Regions from separate parts of the Gossypium hirsutum genome. Here all the other regions are linked to region 2. A link is a contact called in public Hi-C data. All regions are on one chromosome and are shown on one strand. The core of a region is the stretch at or near the end of the contact, and the rest is flanking DNA. Distances in the headings are between cores, read along the strand shown.

Evidence for each region. Hi-C and Micro-C count contacts between places; a contact is called where the count stands out from the background.
Region 1: a contact with region 2 is called in a Hi-C map of leaf, with 2.2 times the contacts expected there. The contact joins the promoter of LOC107892258 here to the enhancer-like site in region 2. A contact is called at or near these places in 2 of 34 Hi-C or Micro-C datasets (anther and leaf).
Region 3: a contact with region 2 is called in a Hi-C map of leaf, with 1.9 times the contacts expected there. The contact joins two enhancer-like sites. A contact is called at or near these places in 3 of 34 Hi-C or Micro-C datasets (callus and leaf).

Annotation. Positions count from the first base shown.
Region 1 is chrA09:9,973,480-9,978,305 of Gossypium_hirsutum_v2.1, reverse strand. It overlaps LOC107892258 (cyclin-dependent protein kinase inhibitor SMR6), which reads right to left and starts at 2,627. Exons shown (of 1, transcript XM_016817289.2): 1 at 1,762-2,627. The coding sequence starts at 2,340. The coding sequence ends at 2,014. It overlaps LOC107892121 (40S ribosomal protein S17), which reads right to left. Exons shown (of 1, transcript XM_016817118.2): 1 at 4,486-4,826. The coding sequence ends at 4,681.
Region 2 is chrA09:10,309,882-10,314,621 of Gossypium_hirsutum_v2.1, reverse strand. No RefSeq gene overlaps it. Among protein-coding and RNA genes, the nearest start is that of LOC107892125, 6.1 kb to the left of the region's middle. Within about 2 kb of position 1,996, at least 9 of the 9 cell types and tissues checked have an H3K27ac peak or open chromatin away from gene starts, as enhancers often do. A contact at or near this core is called in leaf, where this site is marked.
Region 3 is chrA09:9,944,815-9,949,090 of Gossypium_hirsutum_v2.1, reverse strand. No RefSeq gene overlaps it. Among protein-coding and RNA genes, the nearest start is that of LOC107892121, 26 kb to the left of the region's middle. Within about 2 kb of position 2,575, at least 6 of the 9 cell types and tissues checked have an H3K27ac peak or open chromatin away from gene starts, as enhancers often do. A contact at or near this core is called in leaf, where this site is marked.

The sequences.
Region 1 (4,826 bases), core at 1,378-3,877, 340 kb after region 2:
AAAAAAGAGTTTCTTGTTGTCAGAAAAAAAAATCCCCACATAGGATTCTAACTTACCACTCAATATTACTTTGTCTTTTTTTATAATCAGATAAAGCAGAAGCACTTAGCACCAACTTGGGGTTCGCCATTGTTAGGCGTCGGACAAATATGAATAATCTTATTATGTTGGTATATTTATATATAAATAAATATATAAATTGTGTTTAAGTTATTATTTATTTATATTTATATTATTATAAAAGTTTTGGTCCATGTTAGTGTTATAAGTTGAGTGACACTAATTTATTTAATGATATTATAATTTTTCTTTTTATTTTGAAAAATTATAAAAAAATAAAGAATAAATAATATTAGAAACTTTATCATACGCATATGCATGTGAAAATTACATATCATTAAATAAAACATGGATTGTGTTTCAAAATAACACAATAAATAATAAAATGTATGGTTTGAAACTAATTAATAATAAAACATGAAATATGTATGAAATTAAAATAAAAAATAGATTAAATAGTAAGTAAAATGAAATTTAAACATATGAATAAATCAGGCAACACAATATTCTAAGAAAAATAGTACATACTATCAAAATAAAGTTTTGATTAAGTGGTAAATTTAATATCTTATTAATCCAATTGGTGTGGTTTTAAATCTCACCATATACATATTTTTATTGATTTTTGTTAAAATAAAAATGCTAAAATACCCTCAAATAATATAACTTAGTTTAATTATGGGATGATATTTCTGTAATTTCCCTAACTGAATTAATGTTCAATTGACTCTTGATATCAACTCAACCAAAGATTTAAATACTAGTATAGATTAAACATAAAACTTAACATATGTTTAGTAACAATAATTTATCCATTTCACTCAACTTACTTAAGGTGGGTATGAATGGACGATGAGTACAGTGCAGTGCGTTTAACTTACTTATCTAATTTTATCATCACCGCTATTTTTATATTAACCGTAAGTAAAAAATCTGTCCATCCAAATTCATTCTTATTTTTATCGTTTCCACTTATTTTTCCTCATGTGAGAAGATTGATTATATAAATTCTAATATGTTAATAATCTGTATTATATAAATTAAACTTGTATCATGCTATATCGTTAATTATTATTACTTTTTTATATAATATGTAAACATAATGAAGAAATATTATGGGTCCAGTGAGTCCAGCGTCATTGATTTGCCCAGCCATGCAAAAGAAGGTTGCTTTACCATATTTTTATTGGGACAACTTTAAGACTGTGCATGAAAAAAGAAGAAACCCCTACTACTCTACACTCTACACGTGTGTATTTTTTGAGTGTAGAGTCACAAAAAAAGAGAGAGAAAGTTGAAAGAAAATTGGAATAAGTGCAAAGATTGATTGAAATAAAGATTCTTTCTCATTTTCTTTTAATATTGCCATTTTTATAATTTTTAAATTCAATTTATATGATTAAATCAGGTGGTCAGGTTCATTTTTTTGCAACCATGATGAAATACGTATGGCAATCATTTACTGAGCCTGCACTGACCAGTGAATGCAGCGAAGAATTTGATGGACCAAACACTTTAGATATGTCAAATTTTGAAGGCAAACTATGGTGTCACTTTGCTCAGTGGCCAACTAAAACTTTAAAATATCAAAAAAATTGTCATTTGAATATCACCCAACAATCTCATAGTTTTCAAGCACTACAACCAAGTTACAAAAACCATTCCATTACACTATCAACTAGCTTCTAATATTGCAATACCTAAAGCAAGAAACTTTTATATATATCATAGTCAAAATAAAAAACTTTGAGGTAAAATGAAGTAAACAAAGCTACACTACTCATTTCATGGAAATATTATATCTTTGTACACCTTGACCTCTTCTTCTCCACTATTTGTCTTTGGCTTAGAGTTAGAGGAGTGACTATTGAACCCAAAAAAAAAAGAAAAGAAGATAGCATAGGATCAGCTTCTAACCTAAAAAAAAACCCCCACTTCTTTTTAAGCATAAACTCAATTTGCTTTCTCAACATGGAGCTTGAACACTGATTCCAAATCAGGAGGGGTAAAGAACTCCCTAACCCCAGTGTAATGGCATCTCAATGGAGGCCTAGGCTTTCTTGGAGCTAAAGGGCATGCTAATTTGTCTGGTATTTTTGCTTCTTTTGAAGTTGGAGTTGTTGAACAAGCTTCCTCTTCTTCTGCTTCTTCGTTTTCTTTTGCTCTTGGTTTCGTGTTTATTGGCTTCAATGAAGTCCTTATAGCGATACCGGTGATTACCCATTTCTTCCCTTCATTGTCTAACACCCCATCTAGTTGTGGTTTTTTGGAGAGCCCCATTTTTTATCAGATAAAAACTAAAGGACCCAAGTTTGGAAATGGTTAGTTTTTGATGAAAATGGGCTAGAACAGAGCGAAAACAGAGTAATCCAAGTGAACGAGATAGCCAAAGTAAGGGGGGAAAAGGGTGGTTTGTTTGAATGAAATCAGCAAAAAGACTTGAGTTTTTTTTATCAAATGAAGAGAAGATGGAATAAAAGGAAAGGTTTTTTTTTTGGAGGGGGGGGATAATAGTGAAGAAAAGGAGAGGGTTTTGAATTGAGGGAGAAATGAAGAAAGAGATGTTTATAACTAAGCTTTTGATTTCTTAAAGGGAAGAGAGAAAGAAGGGTAGGCTGCCCGGGAATTTACGGGCAGGGGGAAGGGGGAATTTTTGTTTTTGGCGCCAAATTTTGGGTAGTCTAATGAGCAACGGCTCTTTTTCCCGCTGATATTTGGGAGAGTTTTCCGATTTTGCCCCTTTTTGTTTTCGACATTATATAATTGAATATTGATTTTCTAGGAAGTGATGCATTGTACCCAGTCAGAGGGCACAATCACCGGCGTAATGCCCAAAGGGGAACAATACGGCGACGTTACATATAAAAGTATGTATGAAATGGGCTGCTGGGCCTGACAAAGAGATTTTTTATATTAACCCATTTAGATAATAGGAATAGGATAAAAAGGGGGGAGGGGTGATGAAGCAAGAAATTATCGCTATTTTGCTGTAATCATGGATTTAAAAATTGACTGTTCATTGATACAAAAATCGATATAACAAATTTTTTTTGATTAATTCTAGATTTTTACCAAAATAATCCATTTTAAATATTTTATTTCAATTTCATCCTTGAATATAATATAGTAAAAAAAAGTCTAATATAATATAGTAAAAAAAATGTCTAATCTGTTTATTATCTTCCCGTAATGGGTTTAATTAATTGAAGCGCCAAACATGAGGGTTCAAGTTTTTTCAACCATGTCCATAATTTCTTTACAAGAAATAAAACCTTAAAAAGCCAGTCAATCAAACTATTTACTGCTCTCTCTCTTGATATTATATAATGTACAGACAGCTCTCCAGAATGAGATGGTTGCTCAAAATACAACTCTCTAGGATCCATGACAACCCACAATTGTTAGTGAAGAGGTAACACAGACCTTATTCTATGTGTCCAACTCCCATTTATTTAACAATTGTCAAGTTTTTCTATTATTTCTCATACCCATGGTAAGATCTACAACTTTAACAGTCGAAGCAACATAGATGTAACTATTGCCTAGAACGAAATGAAATAACTTCACCACCTAACCTTCCCAACCCAAAAAGAATCAGACTCAGATAACCCTAACCTCAAACAACCCAAAATGATCCGTACACAAACTGCAAGAGAAAAGAAAGAGAGAATCCAGGGGTTGAAATAACACAGGAACCTCCATTAGATGACTAAGCTAATCTATCATTGTCTGATCTACTCTAAAGAACCGCAAGAGATAAAATGCAAGTATTTGCAGGGAGAGAACAAACAAGAAATAAGGAAGAAGAAAATGCCGAAGCTCTACTACAAACAGTTACATGAATGCATTATAAGGTTGTGAACTTTCCAAGAATTCTAATCATAGATGTATACACAAAATTGAGTTCATTAACGACTTCTAAAGACACATTCCAGTTCAAAACTTCCAATGTTACAAACTCAACCACTAATTAAAATAAGTGATAAATCTGCAAGCAGATGTGACAAACCAAATGTTTTTTCAGTTTTTATTCATGTTCAAATCCAACCATGATCAGGGAATACAAAGATAAAAGAAAGATATGAGCCCAAGGATTATGCAAGTTGGCTTAATGAAAAACCCACCATTTCCATGGATGCCTTTCCCACAGCACAAAGAATACAACTTTAAAATTGAACCATACAATCTTTTAGTTTCTTGCTCACAATTGCCATTAAAAATTGCTGAACATGAACATGTGATTGAAAACAAAATAACCAGAATTGGGATTCTTTACCTCAACTTTTCACCTAATGAATAAAATCCCAAAATTGGAATCGAAAATGGGGCGTTATTCTCAAATTCACCATTTCAATCAATCAACATAATACCTCAGTATACAAAAATGAAATTCAAAGAAAAAATAAAATAAATGGCAATCAACAATCGCAGAAACTAAAAAGTTTCTCATTTTCAAATGCTTTTAAAAAGAAAGCGCACATCAAACTCAACAAATTCCAGTACCATTACATAAAAACTAATATTGTTCCAACAAGAACCACAAAATTTAAATACTACCCAAAAAATAAAACATAATGAACTTAAAATTAAGAACCCATCAAATAGACGGACCCTAACCAATTAAAACCTCCTTCCGGGTCCACCACCACGGCCGAACCCGATTTGAGGAATAACGGCGACTGGATCAACCTTAACAAGCCCCGGAATATCAGACATCCCAAGAACCGAAAGCATATCAAGAGTTTCCTTATCAACTTCGATTTGGT
Region 2 (4,740 bases), core at 747-3,246:
TATACTACGTTTTAGTATTTATTAAACACTTTAAAAATTCCCCGTATTTGTTTATTGTACTAAATATGTGATTCTTTTTAAGTTTTATTTTCTTTATATATGTTCGTATGATACTAATATATTTGTGTTAACTGTTTTGATATAAATTCATTGCACGAGTCACTTGTTATCATTGATTTTATAAGTTTACATGAAAATTATTTATTTATGTAAGGTATATTGTCATGAAGTATGATTATATATTTTATCCTCATTGTTCATCATGTCGTATTCTTACATAAGATATTATTATCTTTGCCATTTTTGGCTTGCATGAAATAATAATGTATTTATTAATATTATTTGTGATTATATATGCATGAAATATCAAAGTATTATGTGACGTATGTCGTAATTATCATTTATTACATTACATTTGTATGAAATATTAAAATATGTAGCTTAATTAATCCAATATTGACCTTTTGTAATAGGTTAAATGCATCATTGTTTTTTTTTTTAAATTCCATTTAACTTAAAGGAATCTTAAAAAACAAGACAATGTCTTTTATATTTAAGAATTCAAGAAATAGTGCCCTAACATGCTAGGTTGCGATTTCCTGTTTGTCTAAATATCTCAAACATCCTTTTAAACGAGTTTTACAAATTATGAGATAATTTTAGTTACGAAAGCTTAAAAATATCGTGTCTAATCATGCTGAAAGTGATGTTTGTACTCTTTTAAAAAGAATGAATCTCGATTTTTTTACAGTTTTAAGGAAATCTTATTTCTAAATTCTTTCAAATTTCTGGCATTAAGACAAAATTATTTAATTTGGTACCAATTTTGGGCGTTACGAGGGTGCTAATCATTCCTCGTGCATAACCGACTCCCGAACCTATTTTCTCATAATTTAATAGACCAAAATGTTTTATAAAGTGATCCAATCACACCTAAAAAGGTTGGCGGCGACTCCCGTTTTTATTTTTCAAAAGTCGATTCCTATTTTTCAAACATCCATTTAAAAAATAGTTTCGACAATGGACATAGAAAACGGATATTTCCTAGTTAAATTTCAGAATAAACTAGACTATGAAAAAGTTCTTTCTGAAGGGCCGTGGATTATTTTTGGTCAGTACTTGACCGTTTAGCCTTGGACGTTGGCTTTCGACCCTGCCCAGGCCTACCCAAGCGTTGTCATGGAGTGGATCAGATTCCCTGCTCTTCCTAGCTATTTATACAATCGCATGGTCATTACAGAAATTGAGAAGTTGGTCGGGAAGGTGGTTAAACTTGATATGAATACTGACAATAGGGCACGGGTCGTTTTGCCAGATTGGCGGTTTATGTCAACCTTGACAATCCATTGATTTCTCATATTCTAATCAATGGACGATTGCAGAAGGTGGAGTATGAGTCCTTATCTACTATTTGGTTTCATTGTGGGAGATATGGTCATGTGGAAAACAATTGTTCCTTTAAAATTGCTGAATCAGTGGCTGAAGAGGACAATATGTCACCAGAAATGATATTGGAGAATTCAAATTTGGTTAGGGAAGAACCGGAGAAGAAAGACGAGAATTACGAGCCATGGATGATTGTGGAAAGGAAATCAAGGAGGAAAGTTAGGAATAACGGTCAGAAGGATGCTGGATTCCATGGGAAGGGTAAGGAAGTTTCCCGTTCTAATGGGTTAAGTAATAGGAAATTCGACAAAGAAATCATAGATGGAGATTCTACTGTTATTCGGAGTTCAAAAGGGAAAGAAATCATTAATGGGATTTCTATTGCTGTTCGAAATCAACATAATCATAAAATTGGGGCAAATTTTAATGGTCAGCCCAAACTAACGGGAACTAAGGTTAATACAGACAAATACGTAGAGGTGGGTTCTATTATTGGATCTGGGTTGCTCAATAAAAATAATAATGGGCCTGAAATAAGACCTAGTCTGGTCCAAGACAAATCTAAGGATCACTTGCTGCTTTCTAAAGGAATAGATACGGGCTTGGACATTGTTGATGTAGCGGCCCGTGATCACCTGGAACAGAACGGCCCGGCAGGAGTGGTCAAGTCAAGCCTCGCTGCTACTGGAAACTGCAGGCAAATTTTTACAGCGGGAGCAACAACCAGCGCCTTCTCCGTCGAGAATCCTTCTAAAGATGCAGGTGAATCCTCCTCTCTTCATCTTCCTACTGCCATTTTGAATGGAGGTGAACCTAAAGCAGTGGCAGTACCAGTGGCTCACCTTGATTGAGGAAGATATTCGGCAGTGACTTTTTTAGGGAATGAAAGTGAAATCAACCGGAGCAGTGCTCCTCCCACAAATAATTCCTTAGTCTTGGCTCAAGAGGGGTTTATCGGCTTGGGTAAAAAAGGCAAAACGAAGGGAACTAAAATCTTCACCAAACATAATAAGTTTTCTCACGGTAGCAACATTCGTTTCAAGAACTCCGGTTCTCAAAGGGTGTCGTTGAAAAAGTCCATGGAGCAGCTCGCGGTTAACATTGCTGCACTTTCGCATAAAAATTTAGACTCTGGAGGTTTAACCAGAACTGATAATAATTTGGGGGGTTTAAGCAATCTCGAACAGTAAAGGGTTTCTTGGGTTTTATTTAAGTTGTTTTTTGTGTGTTTTTTTTTTGGATTTATCTTTTGTTTTTAAATTTTCATATATTTTTAATTTTTATGGATTTAAATCTTAAAATTTTCTCATGGAATTGTCAAGAGTGTGTGAGCAGGAATTTCATTCGAGCTTTTCGGGAATATCAAGCCGAGCATAACCCAGATATAGTATGTTTGGTTGAACCTAGAGTGAGTGGTAAAAAAGCTAATCTTATTATTGAACAGTTGGGTTTTAATTTTTCTCATCGGGTGGAATCTATTGATTTTTCAGGTGGTATCTGGATTGTCTGGAAGGATTCGATTAAGATTCAAGTTGTTAGAAATCATCTGGAATTTATTTCTATAAGTGTTGATAATTTTATTCCTAATAAATCTTTCTTCATATCCTTTGTGTATGGTAGTCCGAACAGATTGAAACGAAAATCTCTTTGGGAAGGGCTTAAAGCTAATTCCCCTGATCAATCTTTTCCTTGGCTAATTATGGGTGATTTCAACGCTATCTCGTCATCTGAAGATAAAAGAAGTCCATATACTAGAGGTAAGAGATGTGATTATTTTGGAAATTTTATTGACTCTTGTGAATTGCAGGATTTATGGTTTTGTGGTCCCTCTTTCACCTGGCAACGAGGGGATACTTTTGTTAGATTAGATTGGGCCTTAGCTAATGATGAATGGATGGCATCGTTTCCTCAATGCTTAGTCTATCATCTCACCCGCATTAAGTCTGACCATTGACCCCTCTTATTGTCTACTAAACCTGATACGGATTCGGCTATTGGAAGACCCTTCAGATTCCTTCTAGGGTGGACGCTGCATAGCACTTTCCCACCTTTGTTAAAGAGAAGTGGAATTTCTCAGGTAATATGGCTGATTCTTTGTGTAATTTTACCTCTTCTATTAAAGTTTGGAATAGGAATGTGTACAGATTTTTGGGGACCCGTAAGTGGCATCTCAAGATGGATTTGTACAACATTTAGAAGGCCTTTGATCATTTCCCCTCTAGTTATATGGCAAAAAAAGAGATGGATGTTCGAGATGAGTTAGAAAATGTACTGGAACATGAGGATTTGCTTTGGAGGCAAAAAGCTCGCTGCAATTGGCTTCAATTGGGAGATCATAACACAAAGTTTTATCATAGTCGTACAATCAGAAGAAGGAAATTCAATCGTATTATTGCCTTACGTCTCGACAATGGGGAGTGGTGTTGTGATCAAGATACTTTACAATCGAAGACGGTAGAATTTTTTGAATGGCTTTATGGTGAGGCCCCTCCTGTATTGAGAAACAATTCTAATTTTGATTTTCCTAGCCTTACTTCTATGGAGCTGAATTTTTTGGAGGAGGCAGTCATAAATGAGGAAATCAAAAAAGCTTTATTCGATATGGCACCTCTGAAAGCGCCTGGTAGTGATGGTTTTCACGCACATTTCTTTCAAAGACAATGGAATATCCTTGAGGAGGATGTATGTTAGTGGGTCAAGGGTGTCTTTGCTGGGCGTCCGATCGAACAGGAGTTAAATAACACTTTGATTGTTCTAATTCCCAAAAAAGGAAGCCCAGAAGATATCAGCCAGTTTCGGCCCATCAGTCTGTGCTCTGTTCTTTATAAGTTAGTGATGAAAGTTATCGCTAACCGCTTTAAGGTCATTTTTCCAAATCTAATTTCTCAAGAACAAGCTGGCTTTATAGCAGGTCGCAACATTTCAAACAATATTATTCTTGCGCAAGAAGTCATTCATTCTATGCGTTGCAAACGAATGGGGAGAAAGTGGATGGCTATTAAGCTGGATTTGGAGAAAGCTTATGACAGGGTAAGTTGGGATTATATTCATGATGCTTTGACTGCAGTGGGTATACCTATCTTTTTAAGAAGAGTTATTGTGTCCGCTATAACTTCAACTTCTATGCAAATTCTTTAGAATGGAGTGTCTATTTGGATGTTTAAACCGGCTAGAGGAATTCATCAAGGATGTCCCTTATCTTCTTATCTCTTTTTCCTTTGCATGGAGGGTTTGGGCCACAGCATTCGGGCTAATAAAGATGTTGGAAAATGGAATTCAATTTGTCTATCTTGGTCGGGCCTTGAGATTAACATTTATTTTTTTGCTGACGACTTGGTGATCTTCTGCAAAGCG
Region 3 (4,276 bases), core at 1,326-3,825, 370 kb after region 2:
ATGGCAATGGGGTAGTCCGCCGGGATAGTAAACACTAGGTAGTCCACTGGGACAACAAATGCGGAGAAGTCTGTCAGGATGTAAAAACATGGGGAATCACATTTGGAAAGTTTGTGATAGTTTGTGATTCGGGAGAGAATTTGTCCAAGGCGGTAATGAGTGACGCCAAAGGTAAGTTTTAACCCAGTAAGTGTGAATAGAGGGATAGACTCATTTGGTAAGAAAGTCTACATAATGTACAACAAGACGGTTCTATCAGGGAAACTGTGGATCTACACGGTTTAAGCTGACACGGAACAGGTTGTAATAGAATACAGTAAAAAAATTGTGAATCAACATAAAGTTAGCCAAGAAGGTTGGGTAGGTTAATAAGAATTTTGTGGGAGGAAAGGACTGTTCAATGCTGACTAGCCAGTAAAGCCCGACGAAAGATAGTAGAAAATAGGGGTTCTTCAAAACCATTAAAAAATAGTATTGATCTTGTTGCTTCGTCTAAGGTAAATGTCGTATGCAATGAAGCAACTTAACGAATGTACGAAAAGGGCTAGTGCTATAAGAGCCACATTGTAGGCACTTTCCCCAATGGAAAAAAGAATGTATTCTGGTAAGGACTTGCGTTACAACAATATTGTGGGTAACGCGGAGTATCGCCAGTTGGAAAAATTGATTACAAGAATTAGTCACGTGTTTTGAAAATAAGAAGGGTGAAACCCTAACGTGAAATCATGATTTCAAGCTGATCAAGAATCTAGGTCCGCCAATAAATGGCTTAGAGCGCCTAAGTCATGGGTCTTGACAACTCGGTTCATGAAATCTCCAATTAAACCCAGGGAGTTTACTTTCGAACCAGAAAACTCAGTTCCATAGAAAATTTTTAAGGGAATTACATATAATTATACGTACAGATCTCATTACTTTCTTTCGAACTTATAAGAATTTATGCTTGAATGCTGGTTAACTAATTACCTGGACAAATCAAGAAGGACCAAGTCAGACTCTGACAAGTTAAGTAGTGCACAGTAGTTGTCCATTTATATAGAGGGGCACCCGTAGAGGCCTCGCCTCAGGGTATAAGTTGATTGTATATGTATTTGTTCTTTCATAAAGAAATTCTATACATTTGTTGGACATAAAGCTTTTAGGAGTCTATCACTAGCTATGTACAAGTTGTATTAGCAATTAGAATATAAAACCTACTTCGTTAATTATGTAATTAAATCAAAAATTGAAATTTTATTAAGTCATATGAGTTAGTGTAGCATCCAGTACTTGGACCCGACGATCCGGTTAAATAGTGGGTGTTACAAATTATTTCACGAAAAACAAAATTGACGACAACATTGCACTTTGTAAGAGGTTGGTAAATTGTTAAATTACTTGGAAACATTGAGGAAGGTGTTGTAATGACAATTGTGCTTTAGCACTTGGCCTAAATCTAAAGGTGCATCCATATCATTAACTTTTGATCGAGTCTAATTTTATATAGGTTATTGGTTATTAATTGTCATTGACTAAAAATGATCCTTATCCACTACATTAGTGAATCGAGTTATTGTTTCTTTTATTGCATTTTCATTCAATTTACCATTTATTGGTTTCTACTTGACTTTTACTTTATTGTCTTATACTAGTAACTTATTTAATTACTGAATCAAGAGAGTAGTTGAAGTCATTCGTACCATTTTTCTATACGTTCAATCCCCCAAATATTTCTTAATGGATTTATTTGGTTGTAATTATTATTTGAATGTGATATTATACTCTTGTAGTTAAAAGTAAATAATGAACATTATTTTGTGGCCCAACTAAATATTTATTTTTGAACTAATATTTTTATATGTAGACACCTAATTTTGTCTAGACAATCAATTTCGATTTTATTAAGTTTTGATTTTATTGAATTAGGTGTTATTTGTATTTTATTAAAGTTGAGATCGACCTTCTAATAATTTTGGAAGCGAATTAAATCTTATTTGATTTTGAGTTAAGATTAAAGGTTGAATCTTTAAGATATGTGCTAAACTTAATTTTTTTTCTCAATTAATAAAGTAAATTGGACTTTTGATAATTAAAATTTGGCCATTCATGGTTACTTTTAAGTTGGAATTTATTTTTAAAATCGATTTTTAAAAAATGTTTTAAATGGATATACATATCGAAAATTGATTGTAAGAAATAAAAATAAAAATAAACTCCTGAATTTTGAACACAAAGTTTTAAATCTAAAATTAGATTTCAATTTAATAACAGTGTGCTTCTAGTTTGGTTAGATTTCATTTTATGAGGTAGATTAGAAAGTATCTAAACCCTAAACCTTAAAATCCCATTATGTTATGATAAGATCATTTTGAGACCACCCCTTACTAAGGCTCGATTTTGACTGAAGCCCAAATAACTCATTGTCCATTTCATTTTTAGTCCAAATTTTTTAAAAATTAGTTATTTAGGCCCATTGAAAGCCCGTTTATTTTACCAATCCATTTTAATTTTAGTCTTGGTCCTAAGGCCCATTTGTCATCAAAGCTTACTACTAGGGTTTCTAGACCCTAGCCCCTCCATGCACCCCCACAAAGAAGGAAAAAAGAAGAGATTTTTTACAAATCAAATTTGGTAGTATAAACAGGTAGTACAATGGGTAAATTAGCACAATGACAAACAATTTTTTACAGCACAAATTTGAAGCAAAACAGATCAAATAATGTTAAATAAGACTAAAAAAAACCACACCTTTTTTTTTATCCTTTTTCATTTCATTTCCTTTTTATTCTTTTATTCTCGTCAAATCTAAAAATCAGATCTGAGAAATATTTTCAAAAACCATTTTCAAAACAAAAAAGAAGCCTTTTTGTACCGGCCACCGTGCTCGCCACCAGAGACCGCAGAAAGAAAAACAAAGAGGAAACCTTTCATTTGGATTTTATAGAGGCACGGAGGGGAAATTTCCAGATGAGCCTCTCCGTGTTTCAGAGTTTGCAAGCAGGGGTCGTTGCATGGTGAATTTGCAACATCAGTATTACAAGTATTATTATATTTAGATTTTAAGTTTGATTGGATTTTTTTAGATTAGATATGTTATTTTTTTATAATTATTTATTTAGATTTAAATATGATTTTTGCTTCTTAAGGTTGATACGAGGTTTACGTTTTAATTCTGATTAGATTATTTAAATTAGGTTAGATTTTCAAGTAGTTTTAAAATAGATTTTAAATTAAATTAGAATTAGGTTGGAGTCCGATTTGGAGTTTTCGATAAGAAATCTTAATTTCCGAACTTTGTAAGGCTATCTATGATAAGCATTGTGGTGAACTATTTTTCCTTGTTCAATCTTTTACAATTTCATGCTAGTGTTAATATTAAATGCATTTAGAATTATTTTGAGCTAGTGGAGAGATTGAATGAACATATATAATATGAGATAAAATAATATGTAATTAAGTAAATTAATTGTTGGGGATTGACCCGATTAAGCAACGAACAAGTAAAAATAGCGGAAAAAATTGAGAAATTGAACACACAAATTTAACGTGAAAAAACCCTCCAAAGAGAATAAAAAAACTATTGGCAAAGATAATTTTACTATAATGACAAAAGAACAAAGAGTACAAAAGATGGAGATAAAAAAAAACTAAACCTCGAAACCTGAAAACAAAGAACCTAATAAAACGTAAACACAGAATTCTCCAAAAGTGTTATAAGTTTTAATATTTAATGAGTATTTTTCTAAGGTTGTAAAAGAGCCTATTTTTAGGCTAAATTTGCAGGTCAAATAAATTATGTTAATAAATGTTAAATATATTATACTAATAAATACTAAATCTTTTAGAAAGAACATATATTTTGTTTAACTTAACTTGCAAGCAATCTCTTATTTTATTTAACAGGAATTTGGGTCACACAACTTTACCAATAAGTTTCGACTTTTTATCTATTAATTACATCATTATTAGTCATGGAGTCAGACCATTGAAAGTATTATGACTAGACTCTCACTTATTTACTATTATGAAAGGTAACAAATAAAGCTTTGTCTAATGACTTCATGTGTATGTTACTCTCACAAGGCGCTTGTGATCCCTTTAGGTTTTAGTTTGATCAATTTTTTTTAAAGCTTCATTATATTTTCCATGATGTAAATTATTAATAATTCATTGAATGATTTAAGTCACCATGAAATACCCCTGATCAAGTTCCATTTACATAAACTACATAATGACTTTAAGGGGATGCCATTGGCTCTGTATTCAAGCTATAATTCCACTATCTATAAGTGAAGCT